Linked DNA regions of Mus musculus: regions 2, 3 and 4 are each linked to region 1. The links are chromatin contacts, called in public Hi-C maps. All regions are on one chromosome and are shown on one strand. Each heading gives the region's core, a stretch centred on a gene start, on an enhancer-like site or on the middle of the called end of the contact. The rest is flanking DNA. Distances are from core to core; before and after follow the strand shown. Region 1 overlaps Gm34828 (a long non-coding RNA gene). Region 2 overlaps Gm51680 (a long non-coding RNA gene). Region 3 has its middle 63 kb from the start of Gm5122. Region 4 holds the start of 4933433G08Rik (RIKEN cDNA 4933433G08 gene).

Region 1 (6,802 bases), core at 2,722-5,221:
CTTTGGTGTGTCCTGTGCCAACTCTGGTCCTTTCAGGTAGCCTCCGCTCAGGTCCCTCACTCGGTGGCTCTTAGGTCTGTTGCATTTGCACACCACTTAGGGCTGTAGAGCTCACCAATGTCTCCGTGTCTCCTTCTACCTTTCCTCTTCCTTAAAACAAGTGCACCATGGCTTGCCTCAAACTAAAAGGGTTCTGCACAGCAAAGGAAAAGCAACAGAGTGAACAGCCAGTCTGGGATCAGAGGAAAATCATTGCCAGCTATTAAACCAATGAGAGATTAGTATACAGAATGTATAAAGAACTCAGAAATTGAACCCAGCAATTAAAAGGACAAATGAGTTGAATAGTCCCCAAAAGAGCAAGTAACCAACAGAGACATGAAAAGCTGTTTAATGTCTATAGCCATAAAGGAAAGACAAATCAAAGATGTGATGAGATTCCATGTCACTGCAGTCAGAATGGCTGTCATAGAAACAAACAAACAAAACCAAAAATCAACAAATGCTGGTGTCTGTAGGGGGTTAGATGAATGTTTATGTGTTGCTGGTGTGTTTTGTGTAGCAGTTTCCTCTGAGAGTGAAACTCCATCCTTCAGGGAAGCTCCTTAAAACAGGAAATAAACAACTCAAGATAACTTCAGGAAGTCCCTGAAACTGATTAGATTCACTAGGCCACTCTGCCTCCCATAGACTAAATACTAAAGACAGCTAATAGTCATTTTCAGAGGACCCATACTGTAAAGGAGACTCAGGAAGCTGAGACCAAAATGCCTAGAACTTAGCTGCCTGGAAGAGGCTAAGACTTGAGGCACCTGAAAGGGAGTCTTCAGCCTGTTGAGTTGCCTTCAAGTTGTGCAGTGGGCTCTGGGTTTCTAGCTTTTATACCGATGCTGGGTGGCTTTGGTGATGTATCTGTTTCTGGGTCATTTCTGCTCATGTAAGTAACCCCTCACCCATATTCCTACAAGTAAAATTTTTTAGTTCACTAAGATGGACTTTGGTGGAATCTGGTCTGTTGTGGACTCTCTTTCTGGGTGTGTAAGCCCCTTGAGACCTGAGTAGCCAGGCCTCATTGCCAGAGTACTCCAACAGCCATCAGGACGTGTTCCAGACCCTCAAGATGCAGGCAGCTAAGCTCCAGCCTACAGAGGAAAAAAAAAAGCCCAAGATTAGGCCACAAATTCCCACCAATCCCTGAGTTTGCCCCAAGAACAGACCACTCTGGGAAACTCCGTGCTTCAAGCAATCCTGTATAGCCTGCCTCCTGCTCAGCTCTTTGCTGCTTCTCTCTTGAACAGAGGCACCCTGTTGTCCTTTTCCCAGTAAATCTCTGGTGTGAGTTTTGTTTTGTGGTGTGACTTTTGGGTATTCCTTGGCTCCCAGCTGCCAGGATTCCTTTCCTCTCAGAGCTGTAACACTTACAGGGTGATAGACATGTGTATCGCATCTCTCCTGGAAAAGTCTTGCTTGGGCAGTGGGATTATAAAGTAGTGTAGCCACTGTGGATATTAGCATGGAGGTTCCTTAAAGGACAGCAAGACCCAGTTGTTCCTTTCCTGGGTATGCATCTGTACTGGCTAGTTTTGTGTCAACTTGACGCAAGCTGGAGTTATCACAGAGAAAGGAGCTTCAGTTGGGGAAATGCTTCCACAAAGATCCAGCTGTAAGGCATTTTCTCAATGAGTGATCAAGGGGGAAAAGGCCCCTTGTGGGTGGGACCATCTCTGGGCTGGTAGTCTTGGGTTCTATAAGAGAGCAGGCTGAGCAAGCCAGGGGAAGCAAGCCAGTAAAGAACATCCCTCCATGGCCTCTGCATCGGCTCCTGCTTTCTGACCTGCTTGAGTTCCAGTCCTGACTTCCTTTGGTGATGAACAGCAGTATGGAAGTGTAAACTGAATAAACCCTTTCCTCCCCAACTTGCTTCTTGGTCATGATGTTTGTGCAGGAATAGAGACCCTGACTAAGACAGCATATGAAGGAATAAACATCAACTTAACAGAGATATCTGCACTTCCATATTTATTGCCTAAAGGTCACAGTATCCAAGGTATGGAACTAGCCTAGATGCCCGTAAACAGATGGATATGTAAGGAAATTGTATATACTAAATTGATGAGTATTTTCTATTTAGTAAAGTATTGTTTGGCTATAAAGGAGAATGGAATTATGTCATTTGTAAAAAAGTGAATGAAACTGAAGACTATTATATTAAGTGAAGCAAATCAGGTCCAGAAAGACCAACATCATACATTTTCTTTCATATGTGAAAACCAGAAAAAATATATATATTCATATATGTATATACATATATTATACACACATACATACATACATACATACATACATACATACATACATACATACATAAATACATACATAGCTGGCAAGGTGTGCCAAGCCTGGCAACCAGAGTTGACCCCTGAAACTGATGTAAATATGAAAGGAGAGAATGGGCTTCACAAAGCTGTCCTCTGACAGCTTTGCATAATCAGGCATATGCACAACTGATAATATTAGTGCAATAACAAAGTATATGAAAGTAGACAGAGGTCTGTGTGAAATTGGGGATCAGCCAGATTGGGGTGGAAGTCAAGAGTGAGTGAAGTCAGAATAATATGACCAAAATATCCTGTGTGCACTTCTGAAAATACCATGATAAAACCAAAGGCTAAGAGGAGGCGGAGGAGGAGAAGAGGGAGAAGAGGAAGAGGGAGGAGGGGAGAGAGCGGAAGAAGAGGAGGGGAAACTTTTGGAGCACTAAGGGTTCCTGTGGTCCAGCAAGTTGTTTACCCATTATGTGGACTATACACAGACAGGCAGGCACCAACGGGGAGACCAGGCAGGTTGTACCTTGGGAAGGTTACATTGTCCCTAAAACTTTGTATCCTCATCTATAAAATGGCTCTCTATACATGCCCACCTTGCCCCAACAACTATTTTTCTTTCTCATTCACTTCTCTCCACCACCTAGATGAACTGCACACCTACTGTGTGCCACCCACATCTAAGCCCCAATGAATACAATGTTAAGAGTCACATATAATGCAGGTGTCTGGGGGTGTTTGTTTGTTTGATTTTGTTTTTGTTTTTTGGGGGGATCACTCTGCAGTAAGACCCCAGAGGGCACACATAGACAGGGCTCCTTAGCCTATCCCTTGCCCTGGCTCACAGAGGATCCTTGCCCAAAGGTACCACTTTGGGAATTTAGCCTTCTGCTTACTGAGAAGACCCAAGGGGGTCACAGGCTCCATTCAGCATCTGTCCCAGGCACCTGCTGTGTGCCCAAGACTGTTTGTTGAACTGCAGGGACCTGAGATCCAGTAGGCTTGCCTGATCTGGCTGGGTCTGTATACACACACACACACACACACACACACATCTCTTCCATTATCAATGTAGGAACTTCAAGGTAGTACAGGTGGAAGACCCAGGCACCTATGTCCAGCACACCCTAAAGAAGATCCAGTCACCTTTTCCAGTGAAGACAAAGGGCACAAGCTGAGGAGGCCCAAGGGACCACTGGCTGTCCTTGTCCCACATCCCCCCGTTAGTCATGCAGCAGGCTGACTGATCCTGAGCTGAGACTGGCAACAAGGAGTCTGAAGCATTTCATACTACCTGCCCAGCCCCTAACCCAACCAGGTCCTCCCTTCTCCGGCCATCACAGGCACCAGAGAGACTCCTTGACTACGCCAGAGCAGTAGAGCTCTAGAACAGCAGGAAAGAGAGAGCTTGTCAAGAACCAGCGGAAGATGGTGGCACCAGGAAACAGAAAAGCCTGATGCCGAAGGTCCTGGGCTGAGCTCAGAGAAGTACAATGTATCAGACAGTTACAAAGCAAGGAGGCGGAGCGCCAGGCTCAGAGCCATCTCCTCTCTTTCCTGCAGGCGCCCTGAGGCAGGTTCCCCAAAGCCCTGTCCAGACTCGGTGTTCCTACAGCTCAGAGCGCCTGGGGGTGTGTGGTGCAGAGGGGGAAGCAGGAGAAAACAGCAAGTGCCAGTGTGACTCATGCTTCTAAATGTCGTGTTATTCCAGGCGTGTTCTCACTTTGCCTCCACCTTCATCCACCCCCCCACTTGCCATCTTGAGAACCGGCTGCAGGGTGGGGGAGGAGGCTGAGCCCGGGTCTCTAGGGAAGCTTCGTTTTTACTCTGTCCTCTGGAAAGCTGGGGGTGGGGGTGTGAGTAGGTAGTTGTCCCTAGTGAGCACTGTACTGGGAGCAGAGAAACAGAGTTCTCTCCTGGCTTTAGAACTATTGCTGTGAGACACTGAGCAAGTCCCTCGGCCTCTGTTATTTCATTTCTGTCCTTCCCAGTGTGCAGTGGGGCTTAGGGGAGGGGTCTAGATGCCCTTGGAAGAAAAACAACATGGTTCTCAGGGCTGCGACCCCCAATTCGGGCCTGATTCGGGAAGATTGTGAGAAGGCTTTGATCTGTAGTGTGTGTGTGTGTGTGTGTGTGTGTGTGTGTGTGTGTGTGTGTGTGTGTGTGTGATGTGTGTGATGTGTATAGACAGGTGTGTGAGCTTGCTTTTGTAGACATGTGTCTACACATAGACAAGCATTTGGGCCCATCAGGTGTCTTCCTCACCCACTGTCTACTTTGTTTTATTCAGACAGGGTCTCTCACTGAACCTGGAGATCGTCCGGTCGACTGGGTGTGACAGGTGACCAGCAAGCTCCAGGACCTACCTATGTCCCCACTTGCCCCAGCTCTGGGGTTTTGGACATGTGTCACCATGCCTAGCTTTTATATGGGTGCTGGAGATCAGAACTCAAGTCCTGATGCTGGCATAGCTAACACCTTACTGACTGAGACACCTCTCCAGGCCCTGGTGTTTGTACGTTTAATGCACTTCCCTACCGCCATGCAACCTGGTGGTCCCATGTAGTCTGTTCTAATGGCAGTCTAATCATCTCAGGACCAGTTTGCCTCTTCCAGAAAAAAAAAATCCTTCTTGATTTCCCTGGCCCAATCAGCCATCTTTAGCCCTTGCCACTTCTGGACCTTCCTCCCTGATCATCCTCAACTTCTGTCCCCAAGATATACAAGTCATGTGTGCACATGGTGTGTAAAATAGGTGAGTATGCATATGTGTATGCAGTTGTGTTTGTGTATATATATATGTGTGTGTGTATATATGCGTGCCTGTGTGTTTAGATATGTATTTGTGTATGCATATATGTATGTGTGGTGTGTGTATCTATGTGTGTGTGTGTGTGTGTGTGTGTGTGTGTGTGTGTGTGTGTGTGTGTATATGCATGCCTTGTGTTTAGGTATATATGTGTATGCACACATGAGAACCAGGAATGATAAAACCACACACAATGAAGGGGACATTGTGCCTATAGCCAGGCTAAAGTTCAGACCTGGGTTCCGCATCTCCAGGCCTTACACTTTTGCTACTTACTGGGCCTAGCCAGGTAGTGTCACGTGGGCCCACAATGGGGTTTCCATGTATAAAGTCCTTTGCGGTATGTCTTAGAATGGCCTAACAGACAGCATGTTGCCATGGAGATCTGAATGCCTCCTGCTTGCTGCATACCTTCAGGCAGAGGACTGGGGCATTAGAGTCTTTGAGGGTAGGGAAAGAATAGGTACCCCAGGTACCAGTCAGGTCCCCATGGGAGGGAGAATTCCCCTAGATGGTGTAGCTGCAGAGGTAGGAGTAGAGAGGCTGTGACAGAGGCCAACAGGGTTAAAGGAACCATAAGGGATCATGAGGTAGCTAAAGGGAAAGAGCAGCTGCCAGCTGTTGTCCTAGGGGGTACAGGAGCTGGTTCTGGGACTGTCCCCTCCCACGTCTGAGGAGCAGTTCTTCCTAGGGTGGGGTATCACTCAGGAGAAGCAGAAAAGATCTGAGAGAGCTCTGTCCTCCCATCTCCTGCTGGTACCCACACTAGCCAAGCCTGGGGACCAATGAAGGCATCAGTGACCTCTAAGCATGACCCAGATGGGGTGGAGGAGACAGTTTTACATGGCAACTTGGGGGCATTCAGGGCATTGTCTAGCCCCTCTGCCTTCTTCCCCCTTAGCATGACCCCATCCACATCTAGGGTCCAGAGCTGTCAATCAGAAGCCCCAGCTGAGCACCCCCACCCAGCCACCCAAACACAGGAGATGACACTAGGAAGTCACTTCTTCCCTTCAGCTATCCTGTCTGAAAGCCTCTAGGGTCACGCTACCTGTCCAGAGCTAAGTGTCCCTATCCATTTGTATCCCCTGCCATTGCAGGAGGGGAGCCGGCCCTGCTCACCAGGAAATGGGCCTGCAGAACAGGGAAGCTCAGCAAATGGGAAATTAATTCTGGGCGGTGAAGGGCAGAGGCTGTTGTTTGTGATCTATAACTTACTCTTTGTGTCAAACTGTGTACTGTGTATATCAGTGGGATGGCAAGAAACCCGAGATCTATTACTTAGAGTTTAATCTGTTCTCCGTGTCGGAGAAGGGAGAGGGAGGCGAAGAAAGCCACAACTTTAATCACAGGCCCAACTCTGAGATGTCAAGTCGCTCTGGGGTGTGTTAGTCAAATGATGTCGTATTACAGGCCTCCCAGACAGCTCCCCATACTGAGGCTTTATCTGCCAAGCCGTAAATTAGCACACCTACTTTACGCTCTTCAGGTAAAACCAGTAATTTAGCTGCAAAATACACACACATGCACACGGTGCGGAGGTGGGGGGGGGGACTTCGAGGAGGGGGCAGCCCCACCTTTGAGCGATGAATAGGGAAAATGAGCAAAGCCAGGGATGGAAATGACACCTCCGCTGCACCTCCTGTCATTAGTGTGTGAGAGCCCCTGT
Region 2 (7,268 bases), core at 3,495-5,994, 730 kb before region 1:
TTCTGGGAGTTAATTCTCTTCACAGTGTGGGTCCTGGAGGTGGAATCTGGTTCTTCAGACTCGGTGGCAAGGAGACTTTACCTGCTGAACCATCTTGCTGGCCCCTTTATTCCGTTTATTGAGGGCTGGGAAATGAAATGGCTTGTCCAGCACGCTTTCCCAGACATAGATACTCATACAAGGACACAGATGCCATACACAGGCTCACACAATCAGACACAGACACACAGACACACACACAAACGCTGACATACACATAGACATACAGATGCAGGCACACACACACACACACACACACACACACACACACACACACAAAAGCCATAAGATGGCAGAATTAGAAGCAGAACTGAGGTTTATGGCCCTGCACTCCTGCCTCTTCACCTTCCAGACCTCTGAGCATCTGATAGCAGGGCTGAAATAGACTATTCCAGCCTTGAGCTTGTGTGTGTGTGTGTGTGTGTGTGTGTGTAAGGCAGACCCCTACAGGCCCTTGTGAATGGGGCTTGCTTCTATGCAGGTAAGCAAGAGAGATCAGAGGGGGATCCAGAGTCCCTCTTGGCTGGAAACTGTCTCACAAGAGCATCAGCAGGTGTCTCTGACGTGCCAGGGACAGAGTGCCCACCGGCCCCTTGGAGCTTACGGCTCTAGGAGGAAAGCAGGACAGGCAGAAGAGCTGCAGACAGACGTCAAGTGATGAGCCGAGAAGCTACTCTCTGAACGTCTTCCTGTATGAGAGCAAAGCATCATGGACAGATCCTTTGGAGATGAACACTCAGAGGAGCCAACTCACCAAGTGGAGACTGGGACACATTCCTGGTGCTGCTCCAGGCTCCTCTTCTCCTTCCGCTTCTGATCCTGACCGGTTTGTCAACCACTGAGTGAGAGTAGAAACCGAGCTGTCTGTCTTCCAAGAGACAGGGATGTCTTGGGGTGCAGCTGGAGGGAGGGCCCTGGGTCCCCAGCTGTCCACAGTGGATTTCAGCCTCCACTGGGACCTTTGCCTACAGAAGGCTGGAAGGTGGACCCTTCCTGGTTGGCATCTGATTGGCTGGAAGGGAAGGGCTTCTCTCTGGCTGCTGGTGGTGATGGAGGGATGGTGGCTGGGTGTCCTAGGGACCCTGAGTGAGTGAAGATGAATCCAGCTGTTTCCTTCTGCTCCTTCTAGTTGTAGTCAGAAGACAATGGTGTGAGAGCACACAAGGAGAGAGGTCGGACTGAGGCGAGAAGACATGAGCTTCAAGAGAGCAGCATTTGAAGACAGAACCTCAACCAACTCTACTGCAGACTGTATCCAGAACACATTACCACACCCATCAAGATGCTCTCTGGGCAAGCGGCTCTCCCTCACACTCACATCCTGCCTGCCCTCCTTAGGCATCTGGGGTGCCCCAATCTCAGTTCTCTCTGCTCTCATCAGAATCATCCACAAGAAAAGACACACCAGCAGGCTATCTCCCGTGCAAGCCTGCAGTGGCTCCCATCTTCCCGAAGTCTGGGCCTCCCTCTTCATTCCCCTCCTCTTTGTCTTCTATGTCACCGACTGGACTTCAGGTCACTCTAGGAACCCCTATATACCATTCTCTCCTCTCCCAGTGCTACCTAGTTTAGGGTTGCCAGATAAAATAGGGGTGAACTTTTGGGCCTAAATTTTAGATAGAAGATAAAGCCTTCCTTAGAATGTGTGTGTTCCAAGTGTCATGTTCATGGTTTTTCTGAAGTTCAAATGCAAGTGCATACCTTGCCCCGGTCCTTACTAAAATCTCATGCCCAGTCTACCCCTTCACACCCATGCATCCCTGAGCTCAGGAGTCTGCTCTTTACATGCTGTTGGGAGCAACGGTGGAGAGCTCTTCTAAAGGGATTTAATTTTAAATATGTTTGTTTATTTAAATAAGATATTGAATTTTGCATAGATGTATTTATTTTAAATACATTTTTCAGTACTGGAGATTGACCCTAGAGCCTCACACTTTAGCAAATTCTCTCATATTGGTATTCTCCCTCCTTTCCTCACTCCTCCTCCATTAAAAAAAAAAAAACTATGAAATAATTCACTTGTTGTACATGGGCTGTCCTGGAGACCACATTCTGGTGCCTTCCCTGCCCTCTCATGACCCAGACTCTAAGGGTTTTAGGGCAGGTGGGGAGAGACAGTGTCCTAAGTAAGGAATCTGGGTTCAGTGGCAGCATCTGGGGGGGTTGACTAGTGAGACCCGGCTGTCTAGGTTTGTAAGGTCACTTGACCTGGAATGTGAGGAGGCGGGGCACCATCCTGAGGTCTCTGCTGGCCAAATGAGTGCCAATCCTCTGGACCTCACAGGCCCACTTGGTGGGGCATGCAATTTGAGGTTATGGTCACTAGGGGTCAGGCTTGCACGTCAGTGGCTAAACTGATTTTTTTTTTTTTTGCAATCCTGGGGCCTCCAGGCTGAACAAGAGAGACAGTGGAGTGTTTTCCTGTGGATTCTGTGACCTGCAGATCCAGAGAGTGGCTGGTTCTTCTCTATCTTCGCATGTTCCTTTTTCCCTTCTGGAAGGTTCATCTCCAGCCCTTTACTTCAGATGAGCTTGTGGAAGAAATTGGGTAGGTGATTGGTACCTGGCAGAGACTCTGGGTTGGGTTTGGGAAGAGACTTGGGTCTTAGTTTCAAGCCTGCCTCGGTGAATATCCTTAGTAGGTCAGGTGACCTCCTGTACCTTCACGCATGGAATGGGTGTGTCGAACAGCGTGGAGATATGTGAGGCTTCTGGAGCTCAGAATGGCCGGCAGGCAGGGTGACTTCTGTAGGGGCAGCCCAGCCCTTGTCAGACTGCTCCATGGTGCGAACAGGCATGGGATAGGAAGACTGGAGAAGAGCACATGACGGGAGTTGCCATGAGAATCATTATCTGGTCTTTTAGCTGTGGGTGTGCGGGTGTGGGTTTTGGAAGAGAGGGCATAACACAGAGAGCAGGCTTCACTGGCTTGGGGTCGCGTCTCCAGTGGGATGGCTCAGTGCCTGTGGGCAGGTAAGAGCTAGCTCTCCTGAATGAAGAACACCAGTGCAGGTGTGCTCCTAAGTCAGGCCAAAGCACACATGCTGTTGGACTGCTGGGGTTTCTGGGGTAGCTCAGTGCATTCCCTGGGTGGCTGCTGCGCCCTGGGAATTCTTCTCTGTGGGCATAGCTGCCGTTAGGGCAGGGTAGTGAGCACCACGACCCCACAGTGCTCAGCTCAGGTACGAGAAGAGCACTCAGAGAGCGCTCAGCATAAGCTCAGGGTTGTCTAGCCTCCTACAAGACACTGTGCCAAATAGCCAATTAGTGTTTTAAAAAGTGTTCAACATCCCTCGTTACCAGGGAAAGGCAAGTTAAAACTACTTTAGGAGTACTTGCTGTTCTGGTAGAGGACCTGGGCTCAGTTCCCAGCACCCAGACGGCAGTTCACAATGGAGTACAGCTCCAGTTTCAGGGGATCCAACGCCCTCTTCTGGCCTCCACGGGCACTGCACCCATGTGGTACATATACATCCATGCAGGCAAAATACTCATACAAACAAACAAACAAACAAAAAAAAATCTTGAAAGAAAAAAGCCCTTCTTTGAGACACCTGCTCACATCAGTCAGAAGGGATACCATTAAGAAATCTGACCCCAAAGGTTGGAGAGGAAGGGAAGGGTCCTTCATTACTCTTGGCAGGAGTGCAAGTCAGCACAACCATTGTGCAAACCAGTTTGGAGTTTTCTCAAAAAACAAAAAAAAACCCCAGACATTAAAAATAAAACAATCATGTGTCCTGGCTCTAGCATTCCTAGACTCCAAAGCACTCCATATCCTACCACAGAGACATTTGCACACTCGTGTGCATGCCTATGTGCATACCATTGCTATGTTCACAATAACAGGGAAACGTGACCAGCCTATGCGTCCATCAACCGATGAGTGGATAATGGGGATCTGGCACATATACATGATGAAATAGTATGCAGTGGTGAAGAAAAATGATGTCACAGAATTTTCAGGAAAATGGATGGATCTGGGAAGTATAACGCTAAACAATGCTAAACCCAAACTTAGACAGAAAACACATTTTCCTTCATATGTGAACATATGCACAGGCATTCGCATGGGTAAAATCTAAAAGTCTAGAGAGACGGCCAAGAGAAGTAATATTAGGTAATGAGAAAGGACGGGGGTCAGGACACTTGGCGCTTGAAAGGGGAAAGAGATCAGAGGCAGCCACAAGGGAGGAAGAGGAACTGCTAGTGTGGTTGGGAGGGGAAGGGACTCACACTTTGTTAGAAGATATCCTACTGGCTTCTAACACATTATGCGCTAATTTAAAAACAGAATCATGTGTAGCCACATGCTGGCTGCCCAGGGAGAGAGCTCCATTCTGCTGGGGCCCTTTACCCAAGAGCTTTTTCCTTCTTCACCCAATGTATCTTTCTAGGTAGAAGATACACACTCCTCAGCAGGGTTGCTTTTGAAAGCCCAAGCCTGGGATGGGGGTGTGTAGGGGGTGGGGGGGTGGGGGGAGACTGTGGAGCTTTGCCCCTGCAGCTCCGATACAGCCCCAGCCCCACCTTTCCCTGCATTGTAGCCAGGTTTTTTTTTTTTTCCATTTGAAGAACGACTTCTCACCCACAGTTGCATCAATCTGTCCACAGACAAAGTGAATCATGTCGCAAGCTCTGGTTCTGGCCTGTGCCCTATGCTCTGGTGATGGGCTGGCTGGGCCAGGCCTCTAGTAGGGGAACTGTTTTGACTTGGACCTAGCAGAGGGAAGCAAAGGCCAGGAGAGGGATGCCAGGGGTTGGGGAGTAGTTATGAGATCCTGTTGAAGTCACCAGACAGAGGCCAGTGACCTGTGTTGGGATTACCCCAGTGAACTTTCTGGCTTGCTCATCCTACAGCCCTACAGCTAGCACAGCAGAAAAAAAAAAAAAAAAAAAAAAAAAGGAGCAAACCACTGGATTTACTTTGCTGTGCTGAGGGGATGGGCAGGCTTGGCCGCGTTGCTTCTCTTTTCTCTATTTGGGACTCTGAGTTTCAGTTCTCCTTTAGATGACACACAGTGGCCGTGGCCTGAGGGCTCCCAATCACAAGGGTAGTTTCTTCTCACTTTCTGCTTCAGAAACACAGCCTAGGTTTGGAGCCACACACACACAGGGGAAAGTCTGTCTGCGGGTGTCTGATGGCCCTTCCTGAAGGCAGAACCAAGTGTCCTTCTGCTCCAGAGACAGGAAGGTGAATCTGTCCATGTGTGTCTGTGTATGTGTGCAGGCACAGGCACTGCTAGTGTGGTGTGTACACGTGTGTGGAGAGATATGTCTCTGCTCTCAGGGAACTGGGACCCCATCTCTGTTGGGTCATTCACGGGTACCATCTCAGCATGACATCCACCATAAATCGGCACTGGGACCCAGGGTTGCATGGATAGCCATAGACTGGGCATCTAGGCAATGTCTCTAAGGCCGGCAAGGGTGGAATCTGAGTGGGAAGAGGGATGGGGTGGAGGGAGCAGCAGGTGCCAGAGGGTGCAGAGAACCATGTGGGGAATGACGAATTCAATGTAACTGTAACACGGTCAGGGGCTTGGGTCCGAAGACACTTAGGATGGTAAAGCAAAAGTACTTGATGGTGAAAATAACTGCAATGAATTGGTGCTTGGTCAAGGACTCGGGTTCAGTTCCAACACTGTGGTGGTTTGAATAGGAATGGCCTCTATGGACTCATGTGTTTGAGTGCTTGGTCATAGGGAGTGTCACTATCAGGAAGCGTGGCCTTGTTGGGGTAGGTGTGAGCTTTTGTAGAAAGTATGTTCCTGTGGAGATGAGCTTTGAGGGCTTATATGCTCACACTATGCTGTGTGGCACATAGTCTCTCCTTGCTGCCTGCAGCACCGTGTCTGCCTGCACACTGCCATGCTTCCCACCATGACGATAATGGACTAAACCTCTGAAACTCTAAGCCAGCCCCAATTCCGGAGTCTTCCTTTACAAGACTTGCTGTGGCCATGGTGTCTCTTCACAGCAATGAAACACTAAGACAAGCACCCACCATTATCCATAACCCCAGTCTCAGGGGATCCGAAGACTGCTTCTGGCTTCTAGGGGCACTAGCCACAGCCATGGTGCATATGCATACATGCAGACAAACATTCATACACGCACAATAAAATAAACCTCAAAATAATTTTTAAAAAGTCTAAGATGATGGTGACAACAATGATAATGACAATGATGGTGACGATGATAATGATGGTGACAATGGTGGTGATGAAGATGATAATGACGATGATGGTGATGATGATTGATAGTGATAGTGACAATGATGGTGACGATGATAATGATGGTGACAATGGTGGTGATGAAGATGATAATGACCACGATGGTGATGATGATTGATAGTGATAGTGACAATGATGGTGATGATGATAATGATGGTGACAATGGTGGTGATAATGACAATGACAATCATGGTGACACAGGGTTCTGGGGCGCATATAGTCTCATAGGAAAGAGTGCTGTGGTTAACTGGTGATGCCTCTATGGGCATTGGAACTAGAAGCCTGTATATCACACGTTCTGATTTTGCTTTAGAATTTGAGGCCATGGGGTAATTTTAAACAGGAGAGCAGAGCTTGGATCACAGGTTCAAGGCAGCACGGTATCATGACCAACATCCTAGAGTCAATAAGTAGAAATGGTATGGACAGAATCAAGAGATGGGCTGATAAAGAGCTCGATAGCGAGCAAACACTGACTCCTCGTCTGGCCAGAGGAAGAATATCTCCAGCAGGCTCGCCAGTGTTCTTTCTTCTTGCTGCCTCTTGCTTTCATAGCTTCATAACCGTGCCTGTCACCACTCCATCCGTGTCTGCGAACCATCTCAGCTGATGTTGTTCAGGGACACCCAGAAGAGGAGGGCAACTCATAGGTATTCCACAAACCTTTCTGAGATGTGAGGTCCTTCCTCTTTCGGGGGTAAAGCTACTATAGAGAGTGTCTGTAGACAGATGACTGGGCTCAGGGTGGGACACTGCGGCAGAATGTCCAAGAGACACAGTGAGGAGGCTCTGCCCCTCGTGCTCACGAGGACTGAGGCCGAGGGGGCAGTCACTCACCAGAAGGGGGAACTCAGACGGGCTCTGCAATTAAGTGCTCAGCCTATTGTGAGTGGCTTCCATTGATTCTGCTTGCAACCCATTCTTCACAATGAGTCACCTATCTCAAAACAAATGGGAGGAGGAACTGCAGTTTCCCAAGTGCCTGGGAGGTGA
Region 3 (6,765 bases), core at 3,473-5,972, 800 kb before region 1:
TGCTTTTCCTACAGCTTTGCAAAATGGCCATCCACTGGCTATCTCCTAGACTCTTGGAGCAGTGCAAACCACGGCTCTGAGTTGGGCTAGATGTTCCGGGTATTGTTAAAAACACTTACAAATGCCTGTGCATCACCCAGTTTCCTCCCTGCTGCCAGTGCTGTTCTCACAGCTGGAAGGAATCTCCCCCTCATCTGCTGGCTTCAGTCTTTCACTAAGCCCCATCAATTTTGCCTTTGAAATTTCTTTTGTGCGGGTCCTTTCTCCCCTTTCCACTGCTAATCCCGAGGGCCTGGCTCTTACTCCTGCACGCCTGAGCTGCTTCGAGAAGTGCTTGGCAGAGTTCCCTGTCTCTGGCCTCTGTGTCTTTAATACATTCCACACGGTCAGGCCGCATCCATAGTTCCCAAGCTGTTTGCATTTAGGAGGCCTCAGCTCAAAGCCCCGAAGCTTTCCAGGGCACTTGGCACTGCCCCCACAGCTTGTGCGGATCTCTTGACCTCTGCCCACATCGGTAGCTGTGTTAGTTTCCTGTGGTGGCTGCAAGATGAACTCCAAGGCACCTGAAACTTGGTATCTCATAGTCCTGAGTCTAGAAGTGTGGGCTGAGTTTTCTAAGGTGTCTACTGGGTGCTTCCTTACGAGGCTCTTGGGGAGCATTGGCTACCCTGGCTCTTCCAGCTTCCCATGGCTGCAGTTCTTAGCTCTGGGTTCACTTGGTCTATCTTCTCTATGTAATCAAATCCCCCTCTGCTGACCCCTGTACCCCTCTATAGGGACTTGTGATTACTTGTGTGTGTGTGGGGGGGGAGTGTCCTTAACGTCATCACATTTGCCAAGGTCCCTTTGCAGTGTGCCCTCGCTCACTTTAACTGGACACAACCTAGAGCCACCCAAGAGGGCATTTCAGCTGAGGCATTGCTCAGATCAGATTGGCCAGCAGCACATGCCTGGAGGGGAGGGGTGTCTTTATTGTTAATTAGTGTAGGAAGCCCCGCCCACTGTGGGTGGCACCATTCTCTATGCAGGTGGTCTCGGACCATGTAAGGATCTAGCTGAGCATGAGCTGATGAGTAAGCCTGAAGGCAATGTTCCTCCGTGGTTTCTGCTTCAAGTTCCTACGTCAGTTCCTCCCCTGCGTCCCTTTAATGATGGCTGTCACCTGGAACTATAAGCCAAATCGATCTTTTCTTCTCCTGAGTTGCCTGTGGTCAGTGTTTTCTCACAGCAAGGAAAAGAAAATCAGAATACATGGTGAAGGAGCAGTTGCAGATTCCGAGTGTTGGGTATCATGGATGTTTGGGGGGTGGGATGAAATACAGAGCTGAGTAGACCCTATGGTGTTCTGGTTTCTATTGTTCACTTACTATTTTAAAGTCGGGGCCCATTTCTTGAAAAATAGTGGAGGATGATAACTTGGCAATGCCACTGAGATGCTCATTGGTTTGTATTCAGCTTCTGGAAGCACTTGGCCTGCTTGTAGTCCAGAGTCTAGGAAGTACACATTATAAAAAGCCAGCCCAAGCTATCCTGCACTTTCTTTGTAGATGATGATGACCTTGAACTCTGGTCTTCCTGTCTACCTCTTCCCTCTGGGATTACAGGCTTACTCCACACACAGTTCAGGCTGTGCTGAGACTCAAACTCGGGGCATTGAGAATGCTAGACAAGCATTCTACCAACTAGGACACAGACCTGGGACCCTCAGGAAGCATTTTAAATTTGCTGCACACATGTTATCTCAAAATACTGATCCCTTGTTTGTGTCTCAAGATGCCCCTGCATGCATTCTCTGTGGCCTCGGCATTAAGGGATTCCATGTTAGGTCCATGTGCACTGCTCTTCCAGGAGGAAATGTTAGCATCCTGTTCCTGGGTGTAGACACCCCCATGGCTCTGATTTCCCTTAGAACTTAGCAAGTTGAGTTTGGATGGCAGGTCATGTGGCTACTAGTGGATGACTACCGTCACATCACTGTGCCACCATCTCATTCAATGGATCCCTTTTCATCTGTCTCAGACTCTAGTGCATGTAATCTTATTTTAATGGAAACATTTAGACTTCTCCCATAGATAGAAGGTGAGTACCAGATGAGACAAGCCTACAAAGACAAGCACATTGAAACAATGTTATTTGCCTAAAATTTAAATAATGAAATCTGGAGTAAAGAAAGTTGATTGACACCCTCAAAAATTAATTTATAGACATGGCAAAATGAGTGGCTTCTGAGCAGCAAGGTATAAAAAAATATTGAGCGTAATGTCAGTGGATCGGAGATGACCATGGCTTCAATGGGAATTCAATTATAATGTTTGGGGTAGAAATTTCATATTTGAGAACTCCATCTGACATGTGTCCATAATTGGAAAGGTCACATTACCATTATTCAGGTGTGTGTGTGTGTGTGTGTGTGTGTGTGTGTGCTGTACTAGGGCCTTGCACGTGGATAAGCAAGTCATGTATACTAAGCTACATTCCCAGACTTTGTGTTTTGTTTTGTTTAAGATGGAGTCTTGTTTTGTACCTCTGACATATCTGGAACTTAGTAAGTAGCCTAAGCTAGCCCTCAATGTCTGGCAGTCCTCCTGTCTTGACTTCCTGAGCAACAGAGTTACAGAAGTGAATGACTGTGCCCCACTTCATAGTAAAAAGATAAAGATTAGGATGTCATACATAATGTGCTTCTGTGCATGTGAGAGCTTGAGGATGTTCATACATGTCTCGTGGGAATTTGTGTTTGTTTTCCCAGTTCTGCGGGTTAAACTAGAGCCGTATGCCTGGTGCATTCTACACTGCGCCCAGCCTTCTTGTTACTTTTTATTTTGAGGTAAGGTCTCAGTTTCTCACAATGGTCTTGAACTTTATAGCCCAAACAAGACTTGAACTCAAAATCCTCCTGCTTCAGTCTCTCGGGTGTCTATAGGTCTATAGTGGTGTAGTTGCATAGGCCTGAAACACATACACACATACACACACACACACACACACACACACACACACACACACACACATATATACACACACACAACACAAATACACACATATACACATACATGCACAAACACACATCACACACACACACACACACACACACACACATACCACACTCACATGCACGCACACATCATACAAGGGCCTCTGCCAGTTGTGATGAGCTGCTCAGGACAGGCCTAGCTCCATCTGTCTCTCAGAACAAGCTCCAGTGGCTCTGAGCAGCCAGGTTCAGGGAAAGCTTTCTTCACACCCTCTGCACCTGGCCCTGGGTCTTAGAAGACCCAATGTAACCGTGTGATGACTGGGGACCATGCACCTCTGACAGCAGCAGGGACAGACACTGCTCCTGAGAGCGTTTGAGCAGATAAGAGGAAAGGCGAATTAATTAACCTGTCACGCCCTTCTTCTCAGCTTGAGCGCAATAGATTCTTGTATAGCAAATTATTGCTTCCCAGTTGTGCCAAACATTCATTTTCTTGTTTCTCTTCATGTTCCGGTTTCTGGCTCCGGAGATAAGAATTAACATGGTTTTCACAGTACCAGCCCACACTGCAGCAAATATCACAACAGGGAACAATTTGTATTGCTCTCAAATGTCCATCTATCTGCAAAGCTCAAGCGGTGGTGGATGTGATATGTCCTATCGTCGATGAGATGGGCATCAAGTGTTAGAATTGTGAGTTCCCTTATTTGTATCCAAGTCTTTAATATATGATAGTAATTTGAGAATTTGCAATGATTAGGAAAAGCACCTTTGGTTAAGATTTGTGCTATCTTATATGTGGATGTTAGCTTTCAGTGTCAATATGCATGTTATAATTCACATAATCACAGAAATTAAGTATTGGTAAGGGACTAGAGTAGGTGGGTTGGTGGGTGAGGCAGGTGGATCTCTCAAGAAAGAGGAAATAGAATATATAGCTATGTAGAAATAGGAAGATTAGAGCAGGAGGGCTAAATGGGGAAGGAGATGGAAGGGAGAGGGAAGGAGGACATGGGAAGGACAACTGATTGTATTTAGGGCCCGCTTCATGAAATGGAACCTGTCTTAGTTAGGGTTCTATTGCTGTGAAGAGACACCAAGACTAAGGCAACTCTTACAAAGGCAAACATTTAATTGGGTGTTGCTTACAGTTTCTAAGGTTTAGTCCATTATCATTGTAGTAGGAGGCATGGCAGCATGCAGGCAGACATGGTGCTGGAGAAGTAGCTGAGAGGTCCACATCTTGGCCCAAAGGCCACTAACTTCCAGGCAGCTGGGAGGAGGGTCTCAAAGACCACCCCCCACAATGACACACTTCCTCCAACAAGGCCATACCTACTCCAACAAGGCCATAATTCCTAATAGTGCCACTCCCTGGGGCAAGCATATTCAAACTACCACAGAATCTGTGCTTGACATTGCATGGGTGGCCAAGAACTGAGGCTGAATAGTCTAGAGATGTAGGGAAAACCAAACACCATTATTCTGCTAAAGGAAAACTGCCATAAAATGACCCCTAATGACATTCTGTTGTGTCCATACATCCATGCTTCATTCAGCCATCAACAGAGAGACTTCTGCCTGTAGAAGATAAGAACTAACGCAGAGACTCACAACTGGACAATGTGGAGAGAGTCAGAGACCTTGGAACATCTGTCCTAGATGAAATGACTTCATCACCCTCTCTCCCAGGGCTTAGGGAGCTAAGCAGAAGAGGAAGCAAAAAAGTTGTAGAGCCAGAGAGGAAACAGTCATCCAAACACAGCCAGACTGATGCACACATGACCCACTAAGACTGGGGCAGCCTGCATAGGGCCTAGATGGGTTCAAGCCAGATGGGCCCCAGTGCTGAGAGGGGACGTGGACAAGGGCTAACAGTCATTGCTACGTTTTCATCAACGGGCTCTCACTTGGTATGTTACCCACATTTCAGGACAAGCCCCATGCCCAGCAGGATACGCAACACAATACAGACTCAATGATATTTTTGCAGACTTTTTTTTTTTTTTTTTTTTTTTGGTCTCATTTTGCTTTGCTTGGGCACTTTTTGTATTCTGTTCAACACCGTGGGTTTTGTATGTGTGTGTTTCTTGTAGGTTTTTGTGGGGGGAGTTATTTGTTTTAAAGAGAGAAAGAAATGGCGCGGAGCTTGGTAGGTCAGGAGGTGGGAGGATCTGGGAGGATTTAGGAAAAGTGTGATCAGAATGTATTGTATGAGGATATGTTTCAGTAAAAAATGAAAGTTAAAAATAAGTCAATCCAAAAGCTGCAGAAATGGCTGCTTTCTTTTTCTTTTTCTTTTTCTTTTTGCTATTGGATCAGTGAGAGGGCTCAGTGGGTAAAGGCACTTGCTGCCAAGCCGGGGGACCTGAGTTCAAGCCCAGTACCCACGTGGTAGAGGAGAGAACTGACGGCTACGCTTTGTCCTCTGGCCCCAGGCACACACTATGGCTCTCCTGGACCCCCTCCTCTTGCACACATACAAAATAAAAATAATTTGTATTCATTAATTGTCATGTTTAATTTTCTGCTTAGTTTTTTAGCAATTAGGAAAATTTGGGAGAGTGGATAACTGACTGAAATCATATTTGAAAAAAAAATTGTAGTTTTCAACTCTCAAAGTATCATGTTTTAGAAATCGAACCACACCATAGTTTATTCCATTGCAGTTACAGTCACATTTTATCTATTAATCCTTAGAGAAGTACTGCCAGCAGAATAAAGTTTGGTGAAGATGAACATTGGGCTGGAGAGATGGCTTGTGGTTAAAGTTCTTGCCATGAGAGCAAGAAGACCTGAGTGTGGACCCTCAGCATCCACATAAAAAGCCAGGGAAGCTGGCCTACGTTCTGCACTTCTTGAACTGGGAGGCAGAGACAGGCGATCCCAGGGGCTCCATGGCCAGTCAGCCTTAACCTGTGAGAGACCCTGACTCAGCAGAAAAACTAAGAACAGCTGAGGAAGATAGCCACTGCTGACCTGTGGCTACTGTATGCACAAGTACATACACATGCACACACAAACATGTGCCCACACATTGCATACACACACACACACACACACAAACACACACACACATGCACACTTAAAGATTTTACCACAACGAAGGCAAACATTTTCATGAAATCAATATAAAAATATAATGTAAATACTCTCTATTCTGTTACTTATGCAGTATTTGATAGCTGGTCAATGGACCACCTGAACACCCAGTTGTAAGTAAATTTATCTTTGATATTAAGACTTTCAGCCTTATAAAAATGACAGCTTTGTTCGTCCCTTTTAGTTGTGTTAGACCTATTCGTGTCAAGCCGAAGCTGGAAGCTGGGAGGTGAAAGCTTGCTTTGGGACTCATGCGCAAATACAGCGCCTGCCTGCCTCCTGCCTGCCTCCTGCCTGCCTCCTGCCTGCCTCCTGCCTGCCTCCTGCCTGCCTGCCTCCTGCTGGGGCAGGCTTGCTCCCTGGCTTCTTCACGCACAGCCATCTAAGCTTGTGATTCCAAACCTGGCAGCTATGTTGGCCAGGATATAACTTACTCCATAAGGAAGGGTTATCACTAGAGAGGAGGCCACATGGCAACCACGGGAGAGTGAGGTCCTGGGAGCCTCCCTAGGATACTCCGTGTCACATCTCTCAGAACAGCAGATGGCCCAACTGCTGTGCTCACAGACATGGGTGCAGACTTGATGGAGTTCAGATCAATGGCATAGAGTAAGCACTGCAGCTTCCTGCTAGTGCCCCTGTGGCCATATCCACCAAGCTTCTTTCATGGACAAGGACACACATTC
Region 4 (7,051 bases), core at 140-2,639, 650 kb before region 1:
TATATAGCCTAATGTGGAACGGGCCTGAGAATCACTGGCAACGAATCCCCTACCTCAACCCATACCTTTCTGAACTTTTTAGTCCCTTTTCAAAAGAGCTGATGTGAGAATATAAGCAACCATGCTCTGTCTTGACCTTACAATGCTAACATTCATGACCTTGCTGGGTTAGATGTCCCTCAAGCCTGTCTAGGCTGCCAATCTGCACGTTTATACTGTCATCTTCTTGATTCCTACCAGGGCCTTTCACCTTTCAGACATGATCACGTGGGGAGCGTGTCTCTCCAACACACCTGAATGCATCTGAGTTAGCACCTCCTCTCTGGCTGGCCGTGTGACCTTGGGTAAGTCGTTCAACATTGTGGGTTCTGTTTCACACCCAACAGGTAGGAATGGCAAGAGCCCTTGTTTCACTGCTCATGGTAAATAAGACATGACAAGAAGGTGCCCAGGCATGCTCAGCCTGGTGCTTGGTTTACCTAGGCACTGGGACTGGCTGTTACAGAGGCCCACTGTGGGCTTCTGCACAGTTGTCCTCTGAAGGGGTGGGAAGCTTCAGAGGGAGATACTGTGCTGGAAGAGGCACTTGTTAACTTCCGCTGTGTTCTTCTGTCTGTCGCAGTGTTATCTGAAAAGACCGAGTTGTTTCCTGTTACTAACATGTTCTAGTCCTGATGTCCCGTTCTTGGTCATTTTCCCAGGCTCCCCACCTGGCCCTGGTGTGCCTCGTGCCTGAGACTTTCTTCATTTGATCCCTAGCAATCAAGCCCCCAGGTGGTCCCTGCCCCATACTTCTCTGGAGGGACAGCTTCTAATCCGGTCTTGTATAGTATTGACGGGGATGGATTTATTAAATGTCTTCCTCCCGAGCATCTAGATTTCTATGTCCATAAATTATTAGGTCTTGAAACCTTACTCCCGCCTCTGTCTGTACATCTCTGTGACATTCCCACAATCCTTCTTCCTTAGTATTCCCAGGAGTATGGTCTGAAGTAGTGAGAAGAGTCGCCTAGAAGCAGCAGTCAGCCAGTGCAGCTCAAGACATAGGCCCTAGCTGGGGATCTTCTGTCTGTATTGGGCTAAGGCCATCACTCCAATTGTGGTCTGGGCGCTCTCAGCCTTTCAACTGAGGGAGGATGTATATGGAAAGCATTTACCTTTTCCCTTTCCTTTGGGGCTCAGGACTTGGGGCCTGGTGGTAGCAAGCTAGCCACACAACTCAGCTCATCAAATGCTGTTGCTCAGTGGTTAGCACTGTGAGCTGCTGTGGTCAGTTAGTCAGTTACACCTTGTATCCATGGAGAAAACAAGAGAATGGACAGACACGCAGAAATTTCTGCTCACTGCCATGGGAAAGTCACTCTGTTTAAGCAAAGATGCCCTTGGATTGAGTGCTGTTCTCCCAGATTCTAGATTTGGCAATAGAATTTGGAATAGGGACAAAGAAGATTCTGGAATTGTATTTAAGGAGGAAAGAAGAGAAGCCTGTGGCTAATATCCAGAGATCTTAGTGGCTAGAGGCCTCACAGGGGGTCTTTAGAAATGCAGGACAAGGGAGAATGTCAGAGCAAACAGGAAAGCCTGGCCACACAGGCCCCAGGTCATCCTGGTGTGACCCTCTCTAGCCATGTCGTGCTCGGCAGATGCCCAGGAGACGTGGCCTGGTTAGGAAGCTCTATTTCCCATAATTAAGACCTTCAGCTTCCACAGCCACAAGGGTAGGGCTGTTGTCTCTATCATCCTTGCATCTCGTTCTCTCTTCCCACTTCCTCATTTGATGGTTGTGCCCTCACAGGGTGGATCCGAAAGGTGAGATTACTCAGAATCTGAGGTTGGCAATAGAAAGTGATGTGAGGTGTTCTGGTAACTCTGCTATTGATGCTGGGGCACTCACCACGGGCCAGACTCTGCGTCTGGCACTAGGGCTGCAGCGGCAGGTAGGCCTCTGGGCTCACTTCACAGGAGGCTGTGAGAATGAACCAGGAGACCCCCGTGGAAACAGTGCCCCCATAGAGACTGAGCAGGCTGCTGAACTAAAGTGGAGCACGGAGCGCTCTGCCTGCCAAACTAAGAACCATGCTCTCGTGAGCAGAGATGACTCAGAGAATGGCTCGGAACAAAGGAGTGGGATGAGCTGATTTTGTTTTTGAAACTTTTAATTCCAAAACTAAATCACACTCATAAAAAGATAAGATAGCGTGAAGAAAGCATGAGATTAAAGTTCTTGTGGTGTCCCCCCACTTTGCGGCACCAGTTCCTTCCCAGGGAAGTCCTCAGTGGATGCATCTGTGTACTTTCTTGATTTATTTATTGACTGCATTTAAGAACATATGTGCTTTTTTCACAGAAATAATATTAAGATGCACACAAGTTAGCTTATTAATAGCTGGCTCTCATTTCATGTGGGTACATATAAATTAATCTTATTAATAACTGGCTCTCATCTCGTGTGGGTGCATGTAAGTGAATCTTGCTTGCTGATGGGGATTTATTTTGTGGTCACTTTTTAAAAAATGGCCACCAGGTGCTGGAAGAGGTGGCTCTGCAGTTAAGAGAGCTGAGTGCTCTTCCAGGATCCCAGATTCTATCCCCAGCTGCTCATACCCATCTCTAGTCTCAGTTCCAAAGGATTTGATGCCCTCTTCTGGCCTCAGACACTAGGTACCTACACAGTGCACAGACACACATTTGGGCAAAACACCCATGCCCATCATACACATAAACATTTGATTTTGTAATGGTCACTAACTGTGATGTTGCCTTTCTGAACTTTGAGCTGAAAATTGAGTGTCTGAATAGTAAATTTTGTTTCAACTATATATTTTTTTTTTTGGTTTGGTTTGGTTTGGTTTGGTTTTTCGAGACAGGGTTTCTCTGTGTAGCTCTGGCTGTCCTGGAACTCACTTTGTAGACCAGGCTGGCCTTGAACTCAGAAATCCGTCTGCCTCTGCCTCCCGAGTGCTGGGATTAAAGGCATGCGCCACCACTGCCCAGCTTGACTATACTTTTTTTTTTAGATTTATTTTATGTCTCTCTCTCTCTCTCTCTCTCTCTCTCTCTCTCTCTCTCACACACACACACACACACAAACACACACACACACACACACACACACACACACACACACACACACACACACCTCTTCTGGGTGAAAGTCAAAAGACAACTCCCAAGAATTGCTACTCAGTTTCTATCCTGTGGGTCAGATAGACAGTCCTCAGGCTTTGTGGGAAGCCCCTTTGGCCATGACATCAGCCCTTTATTGTTAACCAAATTATTGAAGTATTGAAGTGTACTTTCCATTCGTAAAATTCACACATTTCAAATGTTGTTGACTCCTGACTGTGTACATATCACCACTGTTAAATACACACACACACACACACACACACACACACACACACACACACAAAACAAACTACTGTTACTATAACCACCCACAGCAGAGCATTTCTCTCCCTGAAAAATTTCCTTGTGACCCTTTGCTGTTAATCCCACTCTACTTCCAAACCCGGAAAGCCACCAACTCAGACTGTGACAACTGATCTTCATCGTCAGCTTGACATGGCTTAGCTCGACTCTGGAAGCAGGCTCTGGGCATGTCTTTGAGGGAGTTTCTGGATTAAGTTAATTGAGGCGGCAAGGGCACACATTATGCCACCATGCCCCCGGCTGGGGTCCAGCCTGAAGGAGAAGGGAGACAGCAAGCTGGGCAGCAGCCCTCGTCTCTCTCTGTGCCCAGCTGCCTCACATGCCTGCCGCCATGTCTACCCTCCATGGTGAACCGTGTGTACCCTCAAACTGTGATCCAGAGTCAACCCTTCCTGCTTCTCCCAGACATTTTATCAGCACAAAGAGAAACAGTGACTGATACCATATGACAGAATTTGGTCTGTCTAAACTTCAACGTATAAAAACCAATAAAGTATGTGTTTTCTCATAAATGAATTTTGCCCAGCATGATCTTTTGAGAGTCATCAGTCGCAGTTTCATTTACTAGGAGTTTAGTCTTTTTTATTCCTGAACATTCTATGGCATAGATTTATTCACAATTTTCTATTGACTCAACTTTAAGAAGAAATGGGCTTGTTTCCAGTTGGAGCCTATTGCAAATAGAGCTGTTAGGAACATACTTGTAAGAGGTCTTGTGTGTGTGTGTGTGTGTGTGTGTGTGTGTGTGTGTGTGTGTGTGTGAACATAGAGTATCATTTCTCAAATGCTGGGCAGCAGAATGGCTGGCTCATGGGACAGGTGTACTTTTGGGTTTATAAGGAGCTGTCAACATGTTTTCCTTTCATGCCTATGTGGTACATATTATACTGTGTATCCTTGCATAGGAGAGTTTCATTTGCTCCAGACAGTTGTCAACACTTGGCATTGTCGGCTTTGCTAGTTTTAGCCACACTGGGGAAAGAGAGTTTACTATGATTTTAATCTGAGTGCTCCCATGACTAATGAATGTGAGCATGTGGTTTTCCTGTGTTTATTAAGTTCTCATATATTTTCTTTACTGCAGGCTTTGTTCAAATTTTAGTTCTTTTTATCCTGTTCTTTATGTGTAGTGTATGTGTGAGTAGTGTGTTTGTGTGTGTGTGTGAGAGAGAGAGAGACAGAGACAGAGACAGAGATAGACAGAGAGATGGAGAGAGAGACAGAAAGATATATATATATATATATATATATATATATATATAGAGAGAGAGAGAGAGAGAGAGAGAGAGAGAGATCAGAGGTCAACTTATAGGAGTCCGTTCTTTCCTCCTACCATCTGGGTCCCAGGGATTGAACTGAGGTTGTCGGTTTGGTTCAAGTGCCTTTACCTGCTGAGCCACCTCGAAGGCCCTGCAATGATTGTTAACTTAAAGACCTTTACCTGGGTCTAGTGGTCTGAATGGGAATGTCCCCACAGGCTCACGCATTTGAATGCTGACCCTATTTAGGTTGGTGGCTAGTTGTGGAGGCTTAAGGGGTCTGTCTGCTGGAGAAGGCATGTCACTGCCGGAGGCTTTAGGAGCTTAAACCCCTGTCTTACTCCCAATTTGCTCATACAGGTTCCAGTACAGGTTCCAGTATGAGCAGTCAACATCCAGTTCCTGCCACCATGCTACTTACTGCCACCCTCCCTCAGCATAACAGAGCCATGAGCCAAATAAACGCTTCCTTCTAGAAGCTACCTTGGTCATGGTGTTTTGTCACAGTGATAGAAAGGTAGCTAAGTCCGGGGCCGTGTCCAATCTTGTAGTTAGCAGTCTTATAGTGCTTCTCTGGGTTACTCCAGGCCTGTCCCAGGTCCATGCTGCCTGCCTGGTGCATAGATATAGAGATTATGATCTCCTGGTCTAGGAGTTGGAAGATGGTAGCCAACATATTACCCTCTCATCTTTATTATTTATCTTGTATCTTCATTTTCTTCATACATACTTATGTACTTGTACCCTAAGGTAAAAAAAAGGGAGGTGAAGGTGGCTACCTATACTGTATACAGTACAGCCTTATTGGGAGAAGCAGCCAGTTTGGCTCTGAGTTTCCCTGTCAGTTTTATAACCCACACTGTCAATAAGTCTAAAATTAAATGACTTTCTCAGGAGAAGCAAGGCCTTTTCTTAAAAAACCAACTTACAGGATGAAAACCGCCTTTGTCTGCTGCCTTTAGATTTGGGAGCTTGGAGTTCTCAAATGATCCCAGTAGCAGCTATACAAATAACACTCAATGCAAAATGCATGTGGAGCAAGCCTGGTGTCCACGTGAGCTGAGAAGAGAAGAGTCTGAGTTTAGCACATAGTTATCTTTCCAGATTGTACGCAGTGTTGCTATTTTCTAAAGGAAAAAAAAACTCAAGTATTTCATTGATTTATGGAATTACACTGAAATCTGTGCCCACATGTAAATAAACAGAATCATGAATATTTTAAAATAATCCATTCTACCTTTTGTTGAAAGGGTAAGTTTCACCTAGCCCAGGCTAGCCTTAAACTTCCTATGTAGCCCAGGATGACCCTGAACATCCTTCACCTCCCGAAAGCTGAGAATGCAGATGTGTTTTACAGGTATGCTGATTTGGATAGGACCCAGGGCTTCAAGCAACAGCTCTCCCAGCTGAGCCACACCCCCAGCACCGCCCCCTTTCATTGCTGGCTGGATGTATGAAGGGGAGGGGGACACTATGGTTTCAGTACAGTCAGACCTGAACATTTCACAGCATTCAAAGCACTTGAACATCTCTGGCTAAAAGTATGTCCATGTCTCAGCCCAGACCAGTGAGATCTGAATCTCTGGGGTGGAGCCTTGAGGATTATTTTTGTGTGAAAGATTTTCTGGCCTTGTGCTATGGACAAATGCAGACACACACACACACACACACACACACACACACACACACACACACACACGGGCAGTGAAAAGGGAGAGGAACAGCAGAACCTCAAAGGAAGTTGGGCCAGGGAGATGGTGCAGCCGGTCCAGTGCCTGCTGCATACGCATAAGGACTCACTTCCATCCCCAGCACCCACGTAACGGGCAGGCATGGCTGCACATGCTTGTAAGCCCAGTCCTGGGGACAGGAGCAGTCCTGGAACTTGCTGGTCAGACCATTTTTGCCTATTAGTAAAGCCAAGATACCCTGTCTCAATCAGGTCGGCCATACGTCCTACAGGAAATGTCTAATGGTATCCTCTGGCTTTCTGGCATTCCTGCTTGTATTCATAGGTGCACCTTCACAGACAGACAGACAGACAGACAGACAGACAGACAGACAGACAGTCAGACAGACAGTCAGACAGACACAGAGACAGAAGTAGAGAGACAGAGGGAGACAGAAGGAGGAAAGAAGGGAAGGAGGGAGAGAGGAGGGGGTAGACAGAAGAAGCACAGCAGTTCTGTGAGGACAAGGCCATCAACTGAACAAAGACTTTGTCTCTGCAACCTCTTTCTCTAGGACCCACCCACCTGGCAGGCCTGGAGACCCTGACAGCTTTCTTTCTTCACCTGCGCCTGGCAGCAGTGACACAGGTAGCTTGAGATGGAATTGGTCCACAGCCACCCACTAGATTT

The links. Hi-C and Micro-C count contacts between places; a contact is called where the count stands out from the background.
Region 2: a contact with region 1 is called in a Hi-C map of bone marrow-derived macrophages, with 14 read pairs. The contact joins two enhancer-like sites. A contact is called at or near these places in 1 of 15 datasets of contacts at CTCF or cohesin (pro-B cells), 2 of 484 Hi-C or Micro-C datasets (bone marrow-derived macrophages and nephron progenitors), 2 of 115 datasets of contacts at active chromatin or transcription factors (Th17 cells and large pre-B cells) and 1 of 9 other capture datasets (embryonic stem cells).
Region 3: a Hi-C map of bone marrow-derived macrophages shows a contact between it and region 1, with 11 read pairs. The contact joins two enhancer-like sites. A contact is called at or near these places in 1 of 15 datasets of contacts at CTCF or cohesin (large pre-B cells), 2 of 484 Hi-C or Micro-C datasets (the G1E-ER4 cell line and bone marrow-derived macrophages) and 1 of 115 datasets of contacts at active chromatin or transcription factors (embryonic basal ganglia).
Region 4: a Hi-C map of cortical neurons shows a contact between it and region 1, with 4 times the contacts expected there. The contact joins the promoter of 4933433G08Rik here to the enhancer-like site in region 1. A contact is called at or near these places in 1 of 484 Hi-C or Micro-C datasets (cortical neurons), 3 of 115 datasets of contacts at active chromatin or transcription factors (astrocytes, embryonic basal ganglia and embryonic stem cells) and 1 of 9 other capture datasets (embryonic stem cells).

What each region holds. Positions count from the first base shown.
Region 1 is chr9:61,750,005-61,756,806 of GRCm38.p6, forward strand. Gm34828 (a long non-coding RNA gene) reads right to left here. Exons shown (of 7, transcript XR_001779197.1): 7 at 383-1,142. Among named protein-coding and RNA genes, the nearest start is that of Gm34828, 69 kb to the right of the region's middle. Within about 2 kb of position 3,972, at least 70 of the 459 cell types and tissues checked have an H3K27ac peak or open chromatin away from gene starts, as enhancers often do. A contact at or near this core is called in Th17 cells, bone marrow-derived macrophages and cortical neurons, where this site is marked.
Region 2 is chr9:61,017,772-61,025,039 of GRCm38.p6, forward strand. The region is part of intron 1 of Gm51680 (a long non-coding RNA gene); the gene reads right to left. It overlaps Gm5122 (predicted gene 5122), which reads left to right. Exons shown (of 3, transcript NR_040767.1): 2 at 611-819; 3 at 1,169-2,026. Among named protein-coding and RNA genes, the nearest start is that of Gm5122, 4.3 kb to the left of the region's middle. Within about 2 kb of position 4,745, at least 83 of the 459 cell types and tissues checked have an H3K27ac peak or open chromatin away from gene starts, as enhancers often do. A contact at or near this core is called in Th17 cells and bone marrow-derived macrophages, where this site is marked.
Region 3 is chr9:60,951,134-60,957,898 of GRCm38.p6, forward strand. No RefSeq gene overlaps it. Among named protein-coding and RNA genes, the nearest start is that of Gm5122, 63 kb to the right of the region's middle. Within about 2 kb of position 4,723, at least 1 of the 459 cell types and tissues checked has an H3K27ac peak or open chromatin away from gene starts, as enhancers often do. A contact at or near this core is called in bone marrow-derived macrophages, where this site is marked.
Region 4 is chr9:61,103,997-61,111,047 of GRCm38.p6, forward strand. 4933433G08Rik (RIKEN cDNA 4933433G08 gene) reads right to left here and starts at 1,390. Exons shown (of 2, transcript NR_105026.1): 1 at 1,158-1,390; 2 at 1-628. Gm34004 (a long non-coding RNA gene) reads left to right here. Exons shown (of 4, transcript XR_003948177.1): 3 at 6,936-7,051. It overlaps Gm33914 (a long non-coding RNA gene), which reads right to left. Exons shown (of 4, transcript XR_379508.3): 4 at 5,626-5,750.